2 separate regions of the Arachis hypogaea genome follow, and region 2 is linked to region 1. A link is a contact called in public Hi-C data. All regions are on one chromosome and are shown on one strand. The core of a region is the stretch at or near the end of the contact, and the rest is flanking DNA. Distances in the headings are between cores, read along the strand shown. Region 1 has its middle 9.3 kb from the start of LOC112727839. Region 2 holds the start of LOC112730335 (putative disease resistance RPP13-like protein 1).

What was found. A called contact is a pair of places that touch in the nucleus more often than the background predicts.
Region 2: a contact with region 1 is called in a Hi-C map of an unstated tissue, with 2.6 times the contacts expected there. The contact joins the promoter of LOC112730335 here to the enhancer-like site in region 1. A contact is called at or near these places in 3 of 8 Hi-C or Micro-C datasets (leaf and an unstated tissue).

The regions. Positions count from the first base shown.
Region 1 is chr12:99,190,592-99,197,282 of arahy.Tifrunner.gnm2.J5K5, reverse strand. No RefSeq gene overlaps it. Among protein-coding and RNA genes, the nearest start is that of LOC112727839, 9.3 kb to the right of the region's middle. Within about 2 kb of position 2,497, at least 2 of the 3 cell types and tissues checked have open chromatin away from gene starts, as enhancers often do.
Region 2 is chr12:99,230,891-99,237,581 of arahy.Tifrunner.gnm2.J5K5, reverse strand. It overlaps LOC112730335 (putative disease resistance RPP13-like protein 1), which reads right to left and starts at 3,802. Exons shown (of 4, transcript XM_029290786.2): 1 at 29-3,802. The coding sequence starts at 3,631. The coding sequence ends at 1,976. LOC140177084 (a long non-coding RNA gene) reads right to left here and starts at 6,040. Exons shown (of 2, transcript XR_011868771.1): 1 at 5,675-6,040; 2 at 5,131-5,558.

The sequences.
Region 1 (6,691 bases), core at 1,248-3,747:
TTATATAATTTAATGAATATACAAATTAAAAATTCAATACAAATTACACAATCATCTCACAAATAATACAATTGTCTCATAAATATTATAACCATCAAATATTTAATTTTACATAAATTTTTTTTATTAAATTAATAACACAAATATAAATAAAATGTTGTGATATAATATTATATTTATATATTACTAAAATAGAATTAGATTTTATATAAACAAAAATATTAAATTTTTAATTAATGATCGTGATTCAATAACAAAAATTTTTTATACTAAATGAAAAATCCTTAGTTCAACATTCACCGATAACATATTTTTATCACATGCTGCCACCCCGGTCTAAACACTATCCCATCGGAATGTAGTGTGCTTACTTTGCCAAGGTATATGCACAAAAGTAAGGCAAACACTACATGGTACTACCAAGGGAATAAACACTTCATTATTCTCTTGTGCTAAGTAAGGCACTATTCCTCGAGCATCTTATATTTTTTTTAGGGTTAATAGTTAAATTTATTTTTGAAAGATAAGATATTTTTTATTCATTCTTAAAAGATTTTTTTAATTAAATTGGTTCTTTAAAAATTATGAATTAATTATATTTGTCCTACAGTCACTTTATTAACAATTTTTTTCAAAAATTGATGTTATAAAACGTTAATTGATAACATATATAATACCTGATATATCTAATTGGATATTGACTAAATATGTTTATGAAAATTTATTAATTTAGTCAATTTTTTCAATTACAAAAATTATATTCCTAATATGACCTAGTGACTAAATTAATAGATTTTCGTAAATATATTTAGTCAACGTCTAATTGAACATGTTATGTGTCATGTATGCTATCAGTTAATATTTCACATTAATTGTTGACGAAATTGTGAGTGGAGTAATTGAAGAATAAATATGATTAATTCGTAATTTTTGAAAGACTAATTTGATTAAAAAAATCTTTTAAAGATAAATTTAAAAAATATCTTATCTTTCATGAACTAATTTGACTATTAACCTTTATATTAGCAGATGTAGCTTTTGACTGTCAAATAACGGGAGAAAGACAGTTTCAACAAAATACATAATATTAAGATCAAAATGCAAAATAAAATTCTTTAATCTAAGACACCTGAAACCAAATCAGTTATCCCTTTGACATTACTATATAAACAAAAGAATATTCAGCTAATAAAATTATATCATAAAGTAACTTATATTTTCACTTACATCTTTATTAAACAATGATAAAAGCCAAAAAAATAAATAACTATTTATTTAAGAGAACACGTCTATCTAATTTTTATTTGAAAGAATAACACAATAACTCTAGTTAGAATACACTAATACAAATAGTATTAGTATGTATATTTAGTAATTTTCTCAATTTTTATTTTGTTATTAAAATGAAAGCCCACAAAGAAAATCGAAACTACAAAGCTACTAATCGGGGTAAAGAAGCTTTTCTACCATCATCAAACATAATTTGTCTTATACCAATTTATGTTGGCCTAATAGTTAACTCATTAGTCCGTCTAAGCAAGTATTAGGGGGTTCGAATCCCGTCTTGTAGATACAGTAATTCATTGGCTAGCAGCGAATTCTTAAATAGAGCTCAAATCCACAATCAATTAGTCCTTGACCTACCAGACTGAAGAATATCGTGAGAAACCAAAAATTATAATTTGACTTAATTCTCTTGTAGGGTGATCAACAAAGAAATATCCTTAGTCTTGAGACTTCTTTTGACAACCAATTAGCAATTAGCTTCTTTTTTCCCCTTCTGATATGTGTGTGCGAAACTGTGAATCTAATTTGCCAATTCCCATCTTATACCTTCAATACTTCTCACCAAAGAGTTGGGGTGATTCTGATTTCTCTTTCCTCTTTTTAGTACCTCCAGAGCCGGAACAGAGATTGCCTCAAGTATGACTCTCCTAATGACCAGATCCCCAAGCTGTTCTTAGCTTAGCCCCTGTAAAATCCCCACATCTCCGCTTGAAAGGCTGTACAGATACCAATATTCATGGTAAATCCTGCTACTCGTCTTCCTTGTTCATCTCGGATTAGCCCCCACATCCAGCTTCTCCAGGGTTTCCAATCGAAGCTCCATGTGTTAATCTTGACCCACCTCATCGGAGGGGGTGTCCAGGCTATGCGATTTCAGTTCTCACTTTCCTTGTGTGCAGTAATTTACCTTTCTGAAATGCTTCCCTGATTGAATTCACATAATTCATGATGAAACTTTACCGCTTTCCACAAAGAAAAAGTGGCTTCCAGCCTCAATTTGATACTGGAAGCATGTAGATAAATCTTTTATACTAGTGAACTAAGAAGAGTTAGTGCTGACATGTCATTTTTTTATAATTTTGAATTTTCTTTAAAATAAATTTTACTTTAAAAAACAAAATTTCAAAGAGAAGTTCTGTGGTGTGGATTGAAAAAAACATCCATATATATAGATAGTAAGGTGTGTACATAAGGCAATTACCGCGTAGCTTCCTTCGTCTGACTTGCATGAAGAACTACAAACATAAAAGGCTGCCACTACAGGTTGATGCAGACGTTGTCATACTTGGTGCAAGTTTTAGTTTAAGAAAATTATTATTAATGTGAGTGATTATGTTTGAAAATTGGGCCGAAACGTTTTGGATTTGCTTAGGGTAAATGGGCTTCTTGTTTTGTACAACGTGAGATTATACAATCTCCTTTGAATTTCTTTTTATCATTTATGTTCTAATATGAAAACTGTTAGGATTTTACATTTTTAAATGGATTAAGAAAACAAGAACGAGCGGGACATTGTTTTAAACTTTTACAAAGAAACAAAAAAAAAAAAAAGAGAGAATGATGTATGTTAATAATAATAATATAAAATATATTTATTATTGCTATAGTCAAATTATTAATACATAAAACTTATTATGTTTACAATATGATGATAATAATTATGTTTACAAATAGTAAAAATTTATTATCTAATACTTTTAATTATAAGTACAATATTTAAGAAAAAAAATTAAATCCTTTTACAAAGAGATAATGATATCTTTAATTATTTTATTATTTAATTTCGTTATCGTTATATAAATAATTTTTTTAATTTTAGTAATTTTAATTAACATGAATAAGTAAATAAGAATACAAATAAAAAAATGAAGATTATGAAAATAAATAAAAATAACAACATCCTTTCTATTTTAATAAATTCACTGATATTATGTTATAATATCAACTCATACGAAATAGAATAAAAAAAAAATCATGTAATTTTAAATGAGTGATAATTACTAAGTAGACATACTATTTATTTAATCAATGTAATTAGAATTTTTATTTTTTTTTTCTCTTCAAATCTTATAAGATTAAAGAACATGAAAAATTAGATTAAAAGACCGTTAAAAAGATTTAATAATAAACTTATTAAGAAGGACCAAATATTTTCATTAATATTTATAAGAAGGAGGAGTAAATCTTTTTATAAAAAAAATAAATATATCCTTAATTATTTTTTCATTTATTTTTCATAATCCTTATATTAATAATTTTCATTAACTATTTATTTTTATGTTAATTTATTTTCATAATCTTTACATTTTTATTTTAACTTATTTCCATGACTTTTTATTTTTATTTGTTTTCATAATCTTCATTTTTTAATAGTTCATTTTTTTAATACTTCAGCTATCGGCATAAGTGTGTTCTTTGACTAATCATACGAGTTTCTCTCTTGTTTTGTCATATCTTCTTGCCTCTGCTTTACTTTTTCTACATTTAATCAAGGAATGCTAATGTCAAGTTAATTGTACTTCACTTCTTTGTACTTTACTTCAAGAACGTGTTAGGCCTTGAATTAAAAGTGTATAAATTAAACCTTTAAACATTTTAAGGTATGTAAATTAGGCCTGGTGATAATTATTCTATTGATTGGTTGTAAAAATAACACATGTTTAGGGTGTAATAGTTGCAAACTTAGGGAAGCTCAAAGGAGCAATTTGCACGTAATTAAAAGTTTAAAGAGGTGTAATGCACGTATATCGGATAATTTGTACATTTTAATAAGTTTAAGGGACTAAAAAATTTTACATTTTTTATTTAGGAGTTGTGTTATTAGAAATTAAGATAATTGCTTCTTGTGGTGAGGTGTGGAATATTTATCTATTTTTGGTCGACTTGTGGAACAAACTATCATTTTAATATTTAAAGATTGATTAATTTGCTCACGAAATAAAAATTAAAAAATTCAGTTCTTGATTTATGGATATCCATGTTTTTTTTTTTTGAAATGAAATTTATTTTATTTCTTTGCTTAGATATTGAATAGGGGAACTATTTTTGTATTTTCTTTTTTCACTTTGTTAGGCCATGATGAAAAAGTATGGTCTGTATGCATATACCCACTCTTAATGATGATATCGCTTTTTCTATTTGGTATGAGTTAGATTAAAAAATACTATTTAATAACATGTTTTATATTTTATGACATTAAAATTATTATTGTTATTACTATTGTTACTATTTTATTGTTATATCCTATTTTTTATTTCTTCAAAATTTGTATTTTTTTATAGTATTTTCTAGATCTTAAATAATGGAAAGTAGTTATGTTTTAAGATTATTATTTTTTATTTTATTTTAATTTTAAATTGATTTGTAAATATAGCATAGGAGACCATATTTCTTGATTTACATTTAAGTTCCAATGGCCATTAATCTTTTGGTTCGATTCTACACCTTAAATGAAATTGCATTACTATTATTCGTAGAGAAATGTCTACTCTTTCCATAGTTGTTGATTAATTCTTTAATCTTGGTTGGCTCTCTTCAGTGGTAACTATCTTTTTCAATTGTTGTTTTATTTTGTAATTTGATTTGTGCATTTTTACAAGAATAATAAGTTATGACCTTGTGCATATTGTTATGAAAATAGTGAAGGCTGCAGCATTTTTTTTTTTTTTTGGTTTGTAGTGAACTGACAATGCATCATTTATGAAATTCTGATATTTGAGGAATATGATATATTTTTTGTTAAGTTTTTCAGTATAGCTATTTTTATAGACATTATCAATAATTGTTTTCTATAGAGATTTAAAGGTTTAATTTTTACTGGCCAAAATTCTAAATAACTAATGTGTATGACTATATATTTTCATTCTAAAACTTTTTTTACACTAATTAATGACATTAATATTCTTTTGAAGGAACTATTTTCCTTTTATTTGTTTTCATTTTAGACCCATAGAGAGGTTGTGAATTACTCAACATCCTTGATTTGATTTTGATTATGATTAATGAGATTTAATAGTTTATTTTTTGTTCTTATGAAAGTGGAATACTTCATGACAGATGACAACTATGATTGCTATTGAGGATATTAGGATAGAACTCTAAATTATCCAAAGTTTCAATTGGGCACAAGAATAAACTTGGTATAATTCTATGAAGTCTATGAAGATTTGACATTATTTAATATAGTTATGGATTGAGGTCATAATCTTTGATTCTATTGTGACTTAAGAATATAATCTTAAGCTAAACGAGCGTAATTAGGGGAGAAAAAAATTTAAAATTGGATTACTTCTTATATAAATGGAACTATTATTTTTTTTTATTTTTTTATTGTACTTTGTTGGAACTATAACTTAATTATAATGTTGACTGCAAATTTGAATTCAAATTCTACTATAATCCTTCACGTTTTTTTTCTCTTCAATCATAAACCTGTCCTGGTCACATTATGCAAAGGAGGTTCTATGTTTTTTATATTCCTAATTGGTTGTATTAGTCTTACTTTTTTATATTTAAATTTGAATCTTTAGTTTTGTTGTTTGTCTTGGGGCATTACTTTCAAGTATAATTTACTTTATGCACTAGTTTGGTGAATAAAATATAGATCATACTTTATGATTTGTTGATTATAGTATGCCATTAGTTACATAATGATTATTACCAAATTCATCCTGTTTCTGACTTCTTTTGTATAGTATCACTTTTATTGCTCAATATTTTTACAATGGTTAATTAGTGATGTTTTGTTCAATGATGTAATTATAATTGTAGACCTTGTAATAATGACAAGAGTGTTCAGGAGTGGGTTTCATCAATCAGGTTTTAATTTTGATGATAGATCGACTAATTTTGATAAAGTTGATATGTAGCTAAAGCTACACTAATAAAATTGAAATGTAGTTGATTAACTATTGTATATTATCTGGTTCAAAATAATCTTTCATTTGGATAAATTGATATCTATTAAACTGAAAAACTCTGAGCTAAATGCCATATGAAGTTCTCTTAAAATTGTGAGTTTTTTTTGTAGGTTGATGATGAAAATGGTATCCATATTTCTATAGGTTTTTATAATTTTGTCGATAGATTCAGGCTAAAAGTTACTATGTGTTAGGATAATGTTTAGGTTTAGGGATTGGATTTTATGTAATGTTAGAAAATTGAAGTTTTATTATTTTTGTTATGGTTTTTGAAGAGTTTTGTATTTTGACATTTGAGCTTTTGTTGTGTTGGTTATTTATGAAAAAAATTGTTTTATTTCATTGAAGATATAAAATATAAAGTACAGTACATAAATTAAAATAAATAAGAATAAATAAAAAATTTTAAAAAGTAAGGTGTTTAAAAAAATTCATCTTTTTAGAGAATGTTGATATTTATTTCTAATAAGATTTTTTTTTTTTGT
Region 2 (6,691 bases), core at 2,553-5,052, 39 kb before region 1:
GAAAGTCGTTTCCTTCCTAATTACTTACCTATAAAATAGTCATCAGGTTTATATTGAATTCGTGGATCGTTCATCTCTTCCAGTTTGCGCCTCAAAGGAGATTCTTCCCCAATGCGGAGTTTTGCTACAGAGGCAGGAAGGTTTTCTTGTGTGAAATTCTCCAGCTTTGGACAGTATTTAATTGTTAATTGTTGGAGGGAGGTCAGATGGTGAAGTCCCTTGCAGTCTAGCGTCTCCAGATTTGAAAAGTACCACAATTGTAGAGACTCGAGGGAAGTAGGAAGGCAACCCTCTCTTGGGAATGACTTAACTTCCTTCCAAAAAGTAAGGATAAGATGGGTAAGGCCTTGACTCCGCAAACCATTGGATGTTATCCACCTCGCTAGTTTCTGGCAATTATGGATCCGAAGAGTTGTCAAGCTCCGCGGGAGGCACTCCTCTCCAAAAGAATCCATTTCTGGGCAATATGCTATATACAGCGTCTCTAGGTGGGGCGCAACAAACCTTAGCTCCGGCATGGATACTAAATGGGGGCAATATGTGATTGAGAGTGCCTTGAGATTTGGAAGAGCCAGTAACGGAAACAACGTCAATGAATCACACTTGTACACAAATATCTCCCTTAGCCACGTGTGTTGCAATGGCTCTGAGAATGTTAATTTTGAACAATTACAGATTTGGAGATATTGTAATGTAGCGGGCAAATAATCTCCTGAAATTGATATGGCTGACCAACAATCCTTGATTATCAAAGCTTGGAGATACACCGATTGGATGCGGGGCAGGCACTTCAATGCGGACTTGGTTTGCCGAGTTTCTGAAATTAATACCTCACACCGTGCCGAATTCCTATAGCACGCAGTACCCATTACAAGTAATTGGTGGAGCTGGGGAGCTCTCTGAAGTGAAAGCGCAAGCTCTTCGCATTTCCAAATGGTAAGTTGCTCCAGAGCCGGAAGGTGAGCTGGCAGATCTCCACTTAACACCGGACAATCATGTATTGAAAGCCTTTTGAGTTTAGGAAATCCATCAAACCCATCAGGAATATGCCACTCTCGCCAACCATGCATTCTATGAAATGCCAGACTTTGAAGGGATCTGAAGTGCGTCCCCTCATGAGATGATTCACCGTTCTTGTAAAACTCACCACCAATCCTCTCCAACCCATCAAGTCCAAATAACTCCATATGCTGCAGAGACGGTAACTGTCCCAGCGAAGGAAGCTGACGACAATTCTTACAACCATTCATTCTCAATTTGGTCATATTGGAGTAGCAAGATAGACCTAAGCCTAACCAGTTTGGGAATGTTTCACTCCTATAACCCACAATTGATAACTCTTTCAAGTTTCGGTGAGGTTGTAACTTGTTAAGTATCTCTCTCTCATTTTGAAAATCAACAATATCAATATCACAATGTGAAAGCCATTTCAATTCTAAAATGTTGATGTGCTTCTTGTTACTCATCTTTGCCTCTGAAGCTTCACAACTGTTGTTGACATTCTCTAAGTTGGAAATGCAAAGTGAGCCATGGAGATTGTCAAGTGTTCCCAATTCTCTTATCCCATTCTCTTTATCCCTCCCGACAATATAGTGCCACAATGAATTCAAGTGTTTTAAATTGCTCATTCCCTTTGGCATCTCTATCAACGAAAAAGTTTCTTCAATATTAAGATGGCGCAAGTTCACAAGATCTTGCATGCGGCTAGGAAGCATCTCTAGCTTATTACAATAACTCAACTTCAAAGTTTGGAGATTGTATAATTTACACAATGACTCGGGCAATCTGACAATAGGTGTGTAAGAGAGATCCAAATAATATAAATGGATCAGATTTTCTATTGAATCAGGCAATGACTCAATAAAAAAATATTTAAATGATAAAACTCTTAAACACCTCAATTGTAAAAGTGAGAACAAAAGTTCATTTTCAATATGAATTGATGCAAAATGAACATTAACATTTAGAAATGTTCTCATATGCATGCTCTATTATAGGCCTCTCCAAAACTTAAGATTGGATCCCTAGGATTTGTAGTATATGACAAATGACGAATTCTGTTGCAAATCTTTTGTAGGATCCCAAATTCTTGGACTCTAAAATAGAATTTCTCAGTAAAAGATGTTGCTAGATCATGCATGAGGTCATGCATTACAAATAAGCTAACATCTCCACTAGAAGGTTGAAAAAATGACCTTGCAACTAATTCATCAAAATATTCACAACCAATATTTTCTAGGGTGTTGTTTTCTGTTGGACGCACAAAATCTTCAGCCATCCATAGCAAGATTAATTCTTTTTTGTTGAATTGATAATCCTCAGGGTATAATGAGCAATAAACAAAACACCTCTTTAAATGTGAAGGAAGGTAATGATAGCTAACTCTTAATGCTGGAATAATCTTACTCTCATCTTCCGAAAGTTCCCAAATTTTAGTATCTAGTATATGCTCCCAATACCCTTTAATATGCTTATTGCGCAATAGACCCCCAAGTGTCTTCACTGCCAAAGGTAATCCCTTACATTTTTCAACAATTTTTCTACCAATTTTTTCTAGAATTGGATATTGTGTAGAATTAGTAGAGATTGATGAATGTTTCAGAAACATTAACCAACAATCATTGGGAGACAATGTGTTTAATTTGTAATGTCGATTCATAGTTGATACTACAGAATCAATATTTTTATTACGAGTGGTTAAAAGAATTTTACTTCCTTTATTTCCACTCAGAAAAGGTTTTAGAAAACTGTCCCACAAATTTTGTTGATTATCCCAAACATCATCTAAGACAACCAAAAATGTCTTCTCTGTTAACTTTTTCTTCAATTGAGTTTGAAGTGAATTCAAGTTAACCAAGTCACAAGGAGTAGAAGTTATATCCTCTATTATAGCCTTTGAAACACTAATAGGATCAAATCTTGTAGCAACACACACCCATGCTTTAGGAGCAAACTTCCCCTTAACTCTGGCATCATTATAAACCCACTGAGCCAAAGTAGTTTTTACAATTCCACCAATGCCTTCTATAGACATCACAGACAATTTATCATTGCAAGTGTCATCTAACAAGAATCCAAGTATGGCCTCCTTGTCATCATCCCTTCCATATATATCAAAACTTTCAAGCAGTGACGATTGAATTCTCCATGACATGTCCTCTGGATCTTCGGCAAGCTCTTGCTTTAGATCAAGATCATCTTTCTCCTTAACGATAGACTCTAGTTTATCAACTAAGTCTTGCATGCTAGTTACTACCCCCATTTCACCATCATCACTATCTTCTAAGATTGAATCAACATAGTGAGACCAGGAAGAAGAGTTACCTGGATCCCTTTGAGTGACAGCAGCAGCTTTAGTGGAGATTTCTTCCAGCAGGTCATCAGCCAAATAGAGAGCATCTTGGAGATCAACAACCCACTTCCTGACTTCTTGGTCTCTGATCTGCTTCTGCTCAGCATCATCAAGCACAAGGCGAGTTGCACGGAGACTCGCCCTCAGACTTCGAAACAACTTCTGGTCAGCTAACTTTCTTGCTATTGGAGTTGAGTTGGCATCGAGTGCAGACAGCTTGTCCAAAACAGCATCAACAAAAGATGAAAGATAAGCTCTACCCTGAAGTTTTGCAACCATGATTATTGAGCCTCAAGTTCAGGAGATGATGAGATCACAAGAAAGAAAGATTGGAAGGTGATGAGAAAAGCTATTGTAGCAAGCACAAGGGATTTCAAGGGTTTGCAGTTTGCAGTGCACCAACAACGTTCTTTACTGGGTTCCATAACATTGACCCACATATATTTGTGCACTGCTAAAGTATCTATAACAATTAATAATTAATTAATTAATTACATCCCTAATGAATTATAATTTAAATAATATAGTCTATTTATACTTATTTAAGAGATTACGAATTTGAATTTTTTTATCTTTAGTAAAAAAAAATTAATTAATTATATGATAAACTATTAAACTTAAATTAGGTGATACCAGTTGCGTAAATATATTCCTCAACAATTATAACAATAATGATATCGTCAATAAGATTAAATAACGATTCAGTTCCTTCATAAAAACATTATTAGTGCAGAAACTAAATAAAACTTCTAAAATCTCATTTTATTTATTCCTGCATCATTATCTTATAAGACTCCGGCCAGCTAGAGATTATCAACTTCAATCTTATTATAATAATAAGAAATTGTTTCTTTTAATGGTTTATCATTTTATTGATATAGGGAAATAATAATAGTAATATTTCAGAATAGTTTAGCCCCCGCACTAGCATATATAAGACTCTGTTGATGTTTTCTTTTTTGGTGACAGACTCTGTTGACGTTGATGTTGTTGTTGTAGTCGTCCTTCTATTAGAAATTTAGAATAGTTTATTCGACCAAAAATTTTTTATCTTGTATTCTCATTGATCTTAGTTTTTTCGTTAAACATTAAGAGTTAGACTGTTAATTTAAGAGATTGAATGAGTACAAGTGCTGACACAGTATTATTGGACTGTCTTCAAAACCATCACATAGAAGATACCCGAAGCACACAAATTCACAAATAGATTATCATTAATTGATATGCTATAACAATTTCTCTTGGCTGTTGCAATTTTGAAGGGGTCGCCTCTTTTTTCTTTATTCTCTTTTCTTTTCTTTTCTTTCAAGTTTTAAGTCTCCTCGTCATGATTCTCTTTGCCACTCACTTGAAATACAAGATGATGGAAGGGATCACCTCTTTTTCTTTTTCTTTATTCTCTATTTTAAGTCTCCTCGTCATCATTCTCTTTGCTACCCACTTGAAATACATGAGATAGCATCAATACTCTCTACTTTTAGAAATGATGTTATATGTATATAAAAAGTCACTCCTACAACACACACGAAAAATTAAATCGCAGCAAAACTGCATTCCAGCGTGTGGTTTGTCGCACATAGATTAGTGTTTACGCGGTTTTCAGCAACGACTAGTATAACCGCCACAACCGTAATTCTATATGCAATGTATTGCGGAGGTTTATACAATTTTCACAATGACATTAAAAAATTTTGGCTTCGTAAAGCTGTTCAATTATATTGCTTCTATATCTAGACAAACATAAATTTCTCTGCTACAATTTTCAATAGCTGCAAATGTTAGACCGGAACAGAAAAAAAAAATCAGTAATCATACAGCTCAAAGAAGATCTATTACAAGCCATATATATGAAGAAATGCATATAAGATCAAAGGAAAAATGTATAGCCTTAAAACTTTAAAGTATATAGATAAGGAAAAACTAGAAGCATCGTATTTAGTCTTTCACTGTTGGGATATTTGGATAGAGCAAATGCAATTGATCTTCTCAAAATCTCTCCAATGCCCTCTACTCCAAGTTTAACAGAAATATAAAATGCCTCAGGTGCATTTATTTGAGCAAGCAGATCAGCCAGAGGTTGGATCTGCTCATCACTGTATTCACTGACTCCTGAGACTATGCACGATACTTTTATTTGACGCAAAATGTAATAAAAAAACACTGCATACAGATTTTTCTTCTCTTCTCTTGAATTTGTAAGGGAATACTGAATCAATCATAGGAAGGCAGAAGAGAAAATCAAAAGTTCGAATCTACGTATCAATGCAAGGACATTTATTAGATTGGACTTCTCTCCATACTAATGTCAGAAGAATCAAATACCTCCAAAAAAATAAACTGAACTCCTCCAATCAGATCAAGTTGATCCATGAGGAACTTTGGTGTGGAGAGTTCAAGCTTAATAACTTCATCCGGAACTTCATAAAACATGTTGGTTAATATGGAAATAAGCTTACAGTGAACTAATTCTGCCCAAATTGTTCTCCCTGATAGTTCTTATAAGCTCCTTCATAACCTAAATGCATACTTTGATGTGAAAAACCCTTTTCTTCAAGGGAAGAAAAAAAGTGAGCAACTAAATTAACCAGGCACATCATGCTTAAAGATACAAAGCATATCAATAATTGATAATGGAACAGTGATGAACACCTACGCAAATACCAAATATAAAAGACAAGCAAGATTTTCAAATGCCATTGAATAATCCATGCCTTAAATAATCAAACTATACATCTTAGACAAGAATATAGCACAATCCATAAATGTCACTATCAAGAATAATGTTGTGCCTTAATGCTTTAAAACCACAGGTTTACATGTCTTTACCTTTTAATGGGAAAATTATCCATGAAACTAACTAGAGTACAACATCAAGGAACAAATGAGGCTCTTGATATATTCATGTCCTTCCATCATAAAATAATTCTATGCACACAAAAATACTAAATAATCATACTAGTGAACTAATTCAATAAATGTTAGGAGCTAACATACTTTAAAGCTTACACTAGGAAAAATCCCAAATAAAGGGCCCTCTGCCTCCATAATATTTTCATCCGAAATAGAAAAGATAGCAAAGCAAACATATTATAATTAGAAACATATTCCAAATGCAATGCACAAATTTGTTTCTCTATTTCTGTGGATATAAAAAAGAAAAACACATTGATGTACAAAGTTAGCAAACTGAAGAAAAATAACTTCAGGTCCAAAAAAAAATGAACAAAATACCTTTAATCAGCTAAGATAGCAGTTATGAATTTCAAATAGCATCAATTATACATAAGCCAACTAAAAAGTGATAAAATAAATCCAGTTCCTTGTATATAAAATTCAATA